2 separate regions of the Mus musculus genome follow, and region 2 is linked to region 1. The links are chromatin contacts, called in public promoter capture Hi-C maps. All regions are on one chromosome and are shown on one strand. Each heading gives the region's core, a stretch centred on a gene start, on an enhancer-like site or on the middle of the called end of the contact. The rest is flanking DNA. Distances are from core to core; before and after follow the strand shown. Region 1 holds the start of Acot3 (acyl-CoA thioesterase 3). Region 2 holds the start of Flvcr2 (feline leukemia virus subgroup C cellular receptor 2).

What was found. Capture Hi-C pulls out chosen DNA fragments and counts their contacts.
Region 2: a promoter capture Hi-C map of liver shows a contact between it and region 1, with 2.7 times the contacts expected there. The contact joins the promoter of Flvcr2 here to the promoter of Acot3 in region 1. A contact is called at or near these places in 2 of 39 promoter capture datasets (liver and pre-B cells) and 1 of 9 other capture datasets (liver).

What each region holds. Positions count from the first base shown.
Region 1 is chr12:84,049,561-84,055,330 of GRCm38.p6, forward strand. Acot3 (acyl-CoA thioesterase 3) reads left to right here and starts at 2,584. Exons shown (of 4, transcript NM_001346701.1): 1 at 2,584-2,620; 2 at 3,913-4,381. The coding sequence starts at 3,925. Gm40474 (a long non-coding RNA gene) reads right to left here and starts at 4,217. Exons shown (of 3, transcript XR_872870.2): 1 at 3,936-4,217.
Region 2 is chr12:85,744,158-85,749,927 of GRCm38.p6, forward strand. It overlaps Flvcr2 (feline leukemia virus subgroup C cellular receptor 2), which reads left to right and starts at 2,382. Exons shown (of 10, transcript NM_145447.2): 1 at 2,382-3,432. The coding sequence starts at 2,695.

The sequences.
Region 1 (5,770 bases), core at 1,334-3,833:
GAAAGGGTTTATTTGGCTTACACTTCCATACTGCTGTTCATCACCAAAGGAAATCAGGACTGGAACTCAAGCAGGTCAGAAAGCAGGAGCTGATGCAGAAGCCACGGAGGGATGTTCTTTACTGGCTTGCCTCCCCTGGCTTGCTCAGCCTGCTCTCTTATAGAACCCAAGACTACCAGCCCAGATATGGTCCCACCCACAAGGGGCCTTTCCCCCTTGATCACTAATTGAGAAAATGCCTTAGAGTTGGATCTCATGGAGGCATTTCCTCAACTGAAGCTCCTTTCTCTGTGATAACCCCAGCTGTGTCAAGTTGACACAAAACTAGCCAGTACACACTTCAACCTCAGAAACCACAGGAAATATTCAATTATCCCATTTAGTAAAGTGTTCCAGGAGAAAGGCAGGACACAATAGCCAGTCTGAATTTGAGAGCAGAGCTTCTTACAGGATCTTGACTATGATTTTTTTTTTTTTTTTGAGACAGGGTTTCTCTGTGTAGCCCTGGCTGTCCTGGAACTCACTTTGTAGACCAGGCTGGCCTCAAACTCAGAAATCTGCCTGCCTCTGCCTCCCGAGTACTGGGATTAAAGGCATGTGGCACCATGCCTGGCTTGACTATGATTTTTAAAGACTTTTTTTCTTATTTTACTTACTACTGGTACCAGAGATGGACTACATAGCTTGTTCTTGCTAGCCAAATCCTGTACTGCTGAGACACACCCCAGCCCTTAGATAGGACCAGAGCTAGATGTTCTGTTCTTCTGTTTCATGAATATGGAGGCTTTCTTGACCTTAATTATGAGAAGTTGGAGAAAAACTCTGCAGATGACCTCATTTTAGTAAATACAAAAAATAATCTGTGAGTTTGAGGCCACCGCGGTTTGTATGTTCTAGGCCATCAAGGACCACATGGTGAGACCCTGCTTCAAAAATAAAAACAAACACAAAACCCACAAATAAATATTTATTATTTTCCAAATACTTAAATATTCCCTAGGTGGTTAGAGGAAGAGATATCAGAGAGAAAGAATGTTGTCGGTAGTGGATCGCGGTCATGTGTTTCTATAAATCCATGTCTCCTAAGGCTCCGAGACAGTTCCATATCCCAGTTCTGTGGGAATGCTTATTGATCATTCAATAAAATTATAAAAGCAATCAGTGGTCCATGAAGCATTTAATCTCTCAGCCTGAGCATCAGCTGCAACTAAGGGAAAGGTCATGGTGAGCACCCAATCAGGTGAGTTAAAGATCAGTGTTTTGAGGAATCAAGAGGGGTGGGACCAATGTGTCACTAGGATGACAAGACTTTGCACACAGGGGCATCGGTCGTTTTGAAAAACCCTGCCTTCCATTTCAGTTAATTATCCTTAGAACAAGGCAACCTTCCAGTTATGTTTGACTCTCAAAAGTCCTCCAAAGGCTACATGCTAAACACTTGGTTTCCAGTCTGCGGCGCTACTGGGAGGTCATACGGACCTTAGGAGGTAGGGCCTGATGGAAGAGGTTCAGACCACAGGGAGCATGCCCTTGAAGGAGATTTCACCCCTCCCCCTCTGCTTCCAGCTGCCAGGAAGGGGGCAGCTCTGCTCTGCCACAGGTGTCCTGTAATGGTGTTCTGTCTGACCACAGACCCAGGGCAATAAAGCCGAGCTGCTGTAGACTGGGGCCTCTGAAGCCAGGAGCTAAGAGAAGCCTTTCTCCCTTGTAGTAATAAGCTGGGTAGCTCAGGTGGTTTGTCACAGGCAGGCAAACCTGATTCTTACATCTCCCTTAAAGAGTTGTGTGAGGGCTTTTAAAGAGCCATTTTCAGTACACAGAGCACAAGCCAGGCTACCACAAGCTATCTACCTTCGAGCCTCCTCCTCTACAAAACACCAAAAGATAGGATAAAATTCAGCTCCAAGAGTGACTAAACCACCATAAGAGGGATCTGAACCTCTATTTTTTGAAAAAATTTTTACAGCTACACAAATTTCCAAAACCAGCAGAGGTGCTTACACATTCACCAGGGACCAAATACAAAAAGTTCGGAAAGTGACATGAGGCTATTGACCATGGGATATATTTGATATATTTGATATATTGACCATGGGCTATATTTGAAATTACCTGACTGCAACCTTTGGGAGAATGTTTCTTCAAGAGTTACAAAGAATGGAAACGCAGGAGCGTCCCTGTGAGTGCAACCAGCGCTGTGGCAATGGGGAGTGGGGGGGGGGGCTGTCTCCCTGACTTATCAGAAACTTGAAGAATGAAATTCACTGACAACGCTTGAGGAATAATTTTATTACTACAGGTAGAAAGCTGACAGAATAAAGATGAAATACAGCAGAAAGCAGAATTCCGGAGAGGTTCCCCAAGAGAAGAAAATCAAATTCTTTGAGCTTATCTAGGGACTTCTTATAGGACTCAACACAGACAGTGGACCAACACTGAGGTAGATTATCTGAGTATGGGAAAGTTGAACATTGGAAGGCACATAGTCTATGCACAGTCACCTGGTCCAATCAGGGAGCTCAAAAGCTGTTTATGCTTGCCTGGTTAGGGCTGGTTGAAGCCCTTCTCTGTCCATCTCTGACTTCTGCCGTTATTAGCTCTTGACCTTGTCTGTCTGCTGGTAAGTGTTGCACTACTCCAACCTTGCACGGTCTGGCTAGTCTTGGAGCTTTCTGGGGTCGGCTAGTCATGTTATTTATCCTCTCTTTGGTTCTGCCTTATGTCATTAGCTCTAGCGTGACCACGGGCCTTTTTCCTTTTCTGTCTATGGAGAGTTAACAGTTATCACAGCTACCAAGACATAGCTGTGGTTTTTCTTGGTTACCTCATATTTAGCTTATAGTAGGTGCAGTCTGGAATAGGATTAGGTCATGTTTTTTTTGGTTTTGGGTTTTTGTTTTTTGGGGTTTTTTGGTTTGTTTCTTTCTTTCTTTTTTTTTTTTTTTTAGAAGCCACCCTTAAAACTTAGTCAGCTACAATTAGCTCCATTAGAAGCAAGACTCTGTTAATGAGCCACAAGGCCTTGTTTGTCTTTCTTGGGGAAGGAGCTTCGGAGAAGCCTGTCTACCTGCCAACCCTGACCCAACTTAGCTGTCTCTCGCCCAGCTGCAAGCCCTTTTCTCCCTCTATTCCCAACTCTAACATGCCTGCTCTCTCTTTCTACAGAGCAGTTGCCCTTGCTTTTGTAACACGTCTATTTACGAAACCTTTCCAAAAAACCCAGTTTGCTTGAACTTTCTCTCTCAGCTGAGCTGGAAAACACCAACTCCCTGCCCATTGACTCATTCTAGGAAACCTTTTCAGTTAAGGACAAATGGTTACACATCTTGACAAGGAACCGGACGAGCGCAGAGCTGGTGGTGCAGGCAGGCCCTGATTCCCAACATTTGGAAGGTGGGGGCAGGAAATTCAGGCCATCCTTAGCTACATAGAAAATTCAAGGTCAACTTGAGAGTGAGGAAACCTTATCTCAAAACAACCACCACCACCGGCACCGCTACCTGGAATGTAATTAAGGAGCAGAATCAGTCTGGTTTCAGCAGAAGTGGCTCCAGGTTCCACAAAGACTAGAAAGAGGCTTGGAAGGGGCGTAAGGAGAGTAAGGGAATAAGGGCTTGTTTGGCATGGATCAGTAGAATGACAGTTCCCTGATATGCTTTGGCACAATCCAGACTTTTGTAGCGGTATCTTTCCCAATCTTTCTTTTTAAACACGATTTCAACACGTACCAAGTTGTAAGACAAGATTAATCATTATGCATCTCCCGTACTTAACAAACGCTAACGGGCTTATCACAGAGGCTCTCTCTAAGAGAACCAGGAACACTTTAAGCTGTAACAGCAAGTCCAGGGAGGCCTAAAAGCCACAAAGCCAGAGCCACAATCAGAACCAATGCACGCATTTACCACCCAGAACCCGAACCGGATGGCACCTACTGTGATCCTGGAGCCCGCGGGTGGTTGCCTTTGTGACCAGCCGGTGCACATCGCTGTGCGCGGCCTGGCCCCGGAGCAGCCCGTCACGCTGCGCTCTGTCCTGCGCGACGAGAAGGGCGCGCTCTTCCGAGCCCACGCGCGCTACCGCGCGGACTCCCACGGCGAGCTGGACCTGGCGCGCACGCCCGCGCTGGGCGGCAGCTTCTCGGGGCTCGAGCCCATGGGGCTGCTCTGGGCCATGGAGCCCGATCGGCCTTTCTGGCGCCTGATCAAGCGCGACGTGCAGACGCCCTTTGTGGTGGAGCTGGAGGTGCTGGACGGACACGAGCCCGACGGCGGGCAGCGGCTGGCGCGGGCGGTGCACGAGCGTCACTTCATGGCCCCCGGGGTTCGGCGCGTGCCGGTGCGCGAGGGCCGGGTGCGCGCCACGCTCTTCCTGCCCCCAGGTGAGCAGCCTTCCCTCCTGTGCTTGCAGCCCGGGATGCTTCAGGGGTGCAGCGCAAGGGCCCCTTCTTCCCTGTCTCCCACACTTTTCAGGGGGCTCCCTGGAAAAGCCTTAAGGACTTGGGTTCATGGCTAGGTGAGTCGTGTCCTGAAGTGAATGAAGGTCACCGCAGGAGTTTAGGACCTTAGAGCATCCGAGTTCCCCCAAAGCCCTGTAAGCTAGAAATCTGCACTCTGATAGTAAGACCTATGGGTGGTTGTGCAGGGGTTCGCGTTTGACATCTGTTGCTCAAGAACAGCCCTTCAGGCAAAGTCAGCGCAAGCACTGGGTGACTTTATGATTTGCAGGGCTTTGGCGCCACCGCTCAGAATCTGGAATCTGAAAGTGCGCGTGTGGCCTGTCAGAGAGTTTTGTTTCTTAGGTGATTTTGATGTAACTCTTTCCCAGGGTAAAAGAGCCACAGCTTTGAGAAAGACTTAAGTACAGAGAATCTCAGAGTGCTGTTCCAGGGGATTTGGTCAACTGTTTCATATCCCTTTAAAATGCCAACAGAAATGGCAGTTTAGTGAGGGTCTGAGGATTAAGAAAGTAGTACTTATAGAATAGGTAAAATTTAGTTTTGCAAGTTTGTCTGCCGTCATATAGCTCTAGGATAGGGAAGCGATGTGGAAAACCGAGACTGTGGTTCTTTGGTTAAAAACTTTAAAATGCTTTAATGCGTTTGCTTGTTTACATATTTAAATAGCAACAAGCAAAGAAATCAAGAACTCAAAGTTTTCCATAATAAAAAGTCTCTCTTCCGTGGGAAGTTATTATTACAGGCCTCATAGGCAACTGTGTTTCCTTTCAGTTTTTAGTCTAAAGGCCTAATTTGCCTCCCAATCAGAACACTTTTTAAAAAAAAAATATTTATTTATTTATTTTATTATATGTAAGTACACTGTAGCTGTCTTCAGACACACCAGAAGAGGGAGTCAGATATCATTACATATGGTTGTGAGCTATCATCATGTGGCTGCTGGAAATTGAACTCAGGTCCTCTGGAAGAGCTGCCAGTGCTCTTAACCACTAAGGCATCTATCCACCCACACCCACCTCCACACCCCCCCCCCCAAACCCACTATTTTTAAAGGTCGATTTTCCTAAGGACCCTGTAATGCTTCATTTACAAACCATTGTCTTGTTCATTGCAGTTTACAATCCTTTGGGCGGTCCTCATTCTCCTCCCTGCCCCACAGCCCCTGAGACCTGGGGTCCCTTTCCTATCATCCCCTGACTTTCATATTGTATTCAGTGAACCAATGCAAGCCCCTGGGTCCGGCTTCACTTGTTTGTTTGGTTGTTGTTTTTCGAGACAGGGTTTCTCTGTGTAGCCCTGGCTGTCCTGGAA
Region 2 (5,770 bases), core at 1,132-3,631, 1.7 Mb after region 1:
GACTCAAAAAGCGGCTTTCAGGGGGCTGGTGAGATGGCTCAGTGGGTAAGAGCACCCGACTGCTCTTCCAAAGGTCCAGAGTTCAAATCCCAGCAACCACATGGTGGCTCACAACCATCCGTTACGAGATCTGACACCCTCTTCTGGAGTGTCTGAAGACAGCTACAGTGTACTCACACATAATAAATAAATAAATCTTAAAAAAAAAAAAAAGCGGCTTTCTTCCTGAGCAAGTCTTGGTGCTACACTGGAATCCCAAACATCGCTAATATAGACTTTCTATAGCTTAAGCCTGTGTCTGAGCCACCTTGTCCAATGAATGCCCCACACCACCATCCACTCAGATAGATTCTATTTTTTTTAAAGATTATTATTGTTGTTGTTATTTACATTTACATCCGTGCATGTGCTCACAGGTCAGCATGTTGTTGTTATTTACATTTACATCCGTGCATGTGCTCACAGGTCAGCAGGTGCCTGAGGCTGGAAGATTCCCTCATGCTACAGATGGTTGTGAGCCACTCAGTGTGAGTGCGGGAACTGAACTCAACTCCTCTGAGAAAGCAGCAAGCCCCCTTAAACCCTGAACCATCTCTCTTCGCCATCACCTATTCTTGATTCTAATGTGCAGACTCAAGTTGTAAACACCACTGCAGAGCTTTAAAAGGGGGGGGGGGTCGGGGAGGACAAGGAAGCAGTGTCCCTCAAGATTCAACGTGTGAACACACATGAATCACCTGGAGATTCTGTTCAAATGTTCTAATTCAGGAGTTCTGGGCTGAACCTGGGGATCTGGGAATCTTCCCTTGAAACAAGCTTGGCAGGGGGGCGGGCATGGTGATATACACCTGTAAACTCACCATTTAGGATTGAGAGGGTGTGGAATTCAAGGTTACCCTGAGCAACCCTGTCTCAAAAAGACCAAGCCAAAACAGACAAAAAAGGCAAAACAAAAACACCACCAGGTTTCCAGGAGCCACCCAGGCTGCAGCTCAGACTGCTCTTATGTAACTGTGTGGTAGCTTGAATGATGGGAAGTATGACTTTTCAGGCCAGCTGGGACCTTAGTTAACTGAGTTCTAAAAGGCTTGTTTTCTTGTCTATAGCACGAGGCAAGAAGGCCGAGAGCTTACAGCTCGATGTTTTCAAAGCCTTGAGTGCCTGCACATACACCATACACATGCACACATACAGACACACACACCCAGGGCAAGCAATAGTAACTACATTATAGAATGCCCGGCATGCTCACCCATGAAGCACATTTACCCCGTGGCAACAAATGCTAGCCTTTTGGCAGGATAGGAAACATTTGTTGAACGAATTATCAGCCAGGGATTTTTCTTTTTTTTTTTTTTTTTTTTTTCGAGACAGGGTTTCTCTGTATAGCCCTGGCTGTCCTGGAACTCACTCTGTAGACCAGGCTGGCCTCGAACTCAGAAATCCACCTGCCTCTGCCTCCCGAGTGCTGGGATTAAAGGTGTGTGCCACCACGCCTGGCTGGATTTTTCTAAGGGCCATTATTTCACCATCTACATTTTGCAAAAGAAACGGGAGCTCAGAAGTGGTGTTCAGTGACCTATTGTTACACGCCTAAGTCGCTAAACCGGAATCCAACCTAAATTTTGGGTTCTTTATCACTGTGAACCCATGGAGTTGTAGGGACCAGCGCAAGCCAGCATTCCTTCTCTGAAAGCCTTGCTTCCAGGCTAAGAGGTGACGCTCAGGGGATCGGTAGGTGGCAGCGGAGGGCTACGAGGCTGTATGAGTCACTTCGTTGCCTCACTCCCAGAGCCTGCGCAGAGACTTGGTTCCACAACTTTCCCTCCAGGCTATGCTTGGCTCGCGGGGTTCCCTAGTGGGAGACCTCAGGGACCCGTCAGACACTAAACAAGTTCATATACGAGTTCACCAAAATAAGTCTTTGTCGGCTGGGAGGTCTCTGAGAAAAGCAAGCATTCCTTTCACCAGGCACACTGAACTGTCACCTGGAGAGCCCAGCAAAAGAGAGGAAGGTAGGGATCTCTCTCGGATCCCCCTGAGCAGTTTAGGGACTCCGAGCCTCGGTGCACGCCCGCTGGCCCCGAGAAGACTCTGACCTCGGAAGGGCGTGAGGCGAAGTCCTCATTTACCAACGAAGACCTCTGGGAGTGGGGGGGACAAGTGAATTTAGGGAAAGTGTAGGGGTGGGGGCTAACCGGGCGGTTTCCATGACACCGGGGACGTCGGAGAGGAATGTACACCCCAACCTATGGCGAAACAAGAGCGGCGCCTTGCGAGCCCCGCTCAAGGAGGCAGGGGATCCTGGGTGGGAGGGGTTGAGGGGCGTGGGGAGCCGGGCAGGCCGGGGGGCGGGGCGGTCACGTGCGCCCGAGGGGGCGAGGCCCCAGCCTGCCCGGGAGCAAACCGAGCTCGCCCTGCCACAGTTCGCTGTTCAGGAGTCAAACTTTTTCCAGGACGGTCAACGCTTCATCTGGACAGCCTGGAACGCGTGGCAAGGCGTCTGCGGCCAACTTGGGGGACAACAGTTTGCTAGGGAGTGATCGTAGGAACCTGAGATCTCGATTTCTCCGCTAACAGAGGTGCGCTCCCGGAGAAGTGTTGCCTCAGCTCTAGGGGGACAGGCAAAAGGCTGCTGACCCATAAGACTGTAGGAGTCAGTACGTGCCTGGGATTCAGGAGCTCGTTGTGGTCATGGTGAATGAAAGTCTCAACCAGGAGGAGAGCAATGACAGACCTGCGCCAGAGTCGGAATTCCAGATGGACACCAGCTACTCCACCCAGCCCAGCGGCTCCATCCATCCCAGCGTCTCAGGCCACCCCAGCGTCTCAGGCCACCCCAGCGTCTCAGGCCACCCCAGTGTCTCCATCCATCCTAGTGTCTCCATCGACCCCAGCGTCTCTGTCCGTCCCAGCAGTTCAGCACTCCCCAGTACCTTGGCTCAACCCAGCGGTTTGACCCATCATAGTAGCTTGGTTAGAGAAGACAGCGTGATCAAGGTGAGCAAGCGTCGTTGGGTCGTGGTCCTGGTGTTCAGTTGCTACTCCTTGTGCAATGCCTTCCAGTGGATTCAGTACGGCTCCATCAATAACATCTTCATGAACTTCTACGGTGTCAGTGCCTTTGCCATTGATTGGCTGTCCATGTGCTACATGCTGACCTACATCCCTCTGCTCCTGCCCGTGGCCTGGATGCTGGAGAAATTTGGTCTTCGAACCATCGCTATCACCGGCTCAGCTCTCAATTGCCTGGGAGCCTGGGTAAAGCTGGGCAGCCTAGAGCCTCACCTCTTCCCGGTCACAATGGTGGGTCAGGTCATCTGCTCTGTGGCACAGGTCTTCATTCTGGGCATGCCCTCACGCATTGCTTCGGTCTGGTTTGGAGCTGATGAGGTTTCAACAGCCTGCTCCGTGGCTGTGTTTGGCAATCAGGTGAGTAGAGGGCGGGTGTGTGTGTGGACGGCTGTTCCAAAGAGAGAGAGCATCTCACCATGATGGGGCTGAGTATGTTAGAGGGTACCTGACGATGAGAGAAGCTGTAGTTTTCTGGTTCACAGACTTTATGACTCTTGGGTGGCTTTGTGGTTGGGTGTGGACTGACAGTGTAGTTGGGTGATTGTGACTGTCAGTGACATTGAAGATTAATGGGGCGGGGGTCACAAACAAAGGACTTTTTCTTTCATCCACAGTTTTTCCTAGCCTGTAGGAAGCATACTAATTAAAATATGATCGTTTTTTGATGGTGTTTCTCCCCAGCCTTTATCAGTACACCAGTTCCACCAATTTTAGGAATGCTGGTCTTTTCTCTGGTAGCAATCTTTGACTGCCAGGTGGCTGTTTAGGTGTCCTTGGTGGTTTTAGCTGGACCAGCCAGATTTGCTAGAACTCAAGATCCTCTGTGCACGAAACTGTGGGCTGGGCTGTTCTTACCTTTTACGCAGAGCTGAAACCAGGACACCTGGAACCAGGCTTTGCCCTAAACTCTCTGGGATTTAGAGCCAAGTCGAGTAGGAGAGAGTAGAAATCTCACTGCGAACTTCCAAGAAAGCTTCTGGTCTAAGCATCTTCTGTCTTTCTCCTTTTGCCTTTTCTCTTCCTGGGGCAAGCAATTCCACGTTCTTATGATCTTAGAATGGTTCTCACTTAGAAGCTTGGGTGTGTTATGCATCTGATTGCTTTCTCTGTGTATTTGAGGCAAAGCAAATGTTTATGGGCCCTTCTTTAATTGGAGCCTAGGTCCCCAGATTCATTTCTTCCAAGTTGCATGCTGTCCAAGCTGCTGCTGACAGATCACTGGTCACCCTTAGCTCTGGTGAGCCGATTTTGTCTTACCAGTTCATTTAATTTAGAAAATGTGTGTAACCTCTGACTTAGGCAGAAACGTCCTAAAACTTCTCTAAAGGCAGATTTCTTTTTCTCTTCATAAGTTTAAAAAAAAAAAAAAAGCTGGGTGGTGGTGACGCACGCCTTTAATCCTAGTACTTGGGAGGCAGAGGCAGGTGGATTTCTGAGTTCAAGGCCAGCCTTGTCTACAGAGTTCCAGGACAGCCAGGGTTACACAGAGAAACCCTGTCTCGAAAATACAAAAAAAAAAAAAAAAAGTTTCCCTGGTGCTCAGTGTGCTGGTGCAGGCCTCTGTTGGAGGATGTGATGAGTTCCAGGCCTGCCAGAGCCATCAAACTATTCACCTGATTTCTTCTTGTGAGTTTTGTTATTTGGAAAACCGAATTGACTTAAGCCTGGAGATGAGCCAGACAGTGGTGGCACGTGCCTTTAATCCCAGCACTTGAGAGGCAGAGGCAGGTGGATCTTTGTGAGTTCGAGGCCAACCTGGTCAACATAGTGAGTTTCAGGACAGCCAAAGCTACAAAGAGAAATCGTGTCTTGGAAAAAACAACCAAAGCAAAAGTCTGTAGCTGAAAGTAGATGGGCCTTTGGTTAAGGACACATTGCAAAGAGACATTGAGGGCTGGAGAGATAGCTCTGCAGTTAAGAACACTTACTATGCTTGCAGCAGACCTGAGTTAGATTTCCCACACCTCTATTGGATGGCTCACAACTACTCATAACTCCAGTACAAGGGGATATGATGCTTCTGCTTCCCCCCCAGGGCATCAGTGCTTAGATGTACAGACTCACAAGTTATAGCAATAAACATTTACAAATAGGCTTTAGAAAAACATAGATATTGAACTGGGTATAGTGGTGCATGCCTAGAATCCTAGCACTTGAGAGGGAGACACAGGAGGGTCAGAAGTTCAAAGTCATCCTAGGCTACATAGTGAGCTCAAGACCACTGTCACTCTGTCTCAAATATAAACAAACAAACAAACAAACAAATAAATAAGAGAATTGCATTTAACAGTCATACTTTTTGTTTTGTTTGGTTTGGTTTTTTGGGTTTTTTTGTTTGTTGGTTTGTTGTTTTTCTTTTTTTGTTGTTGTTTTGTTTTTTGTTTTTCAAGACAGGGTTTCTCTGTATAGCCCTGGCTGTCCTAGAACTCACTCTGCAGACCAGGCTGGCCTCAACTCAGAAATCCGCCTGCCTCTACCTCCCAAGAGCTGGGATTAAAGGCGTGCACCACCTGGGGACATCCAAATTGTTTGTTTGTTTGTTTGTTTGTTTGCTTTTGAGACACAGTTTCTTCTTCTCTGTGTATCCCTGGCTGACCTGGAACTCAGAGCTCTGCCTGCCTCTGCTTCCCAGTGCCGGGAGCAAAGGCAGGCACTGCTGTCACCACCCAGCTCACTTTTTTCTGTCATTAGTCCT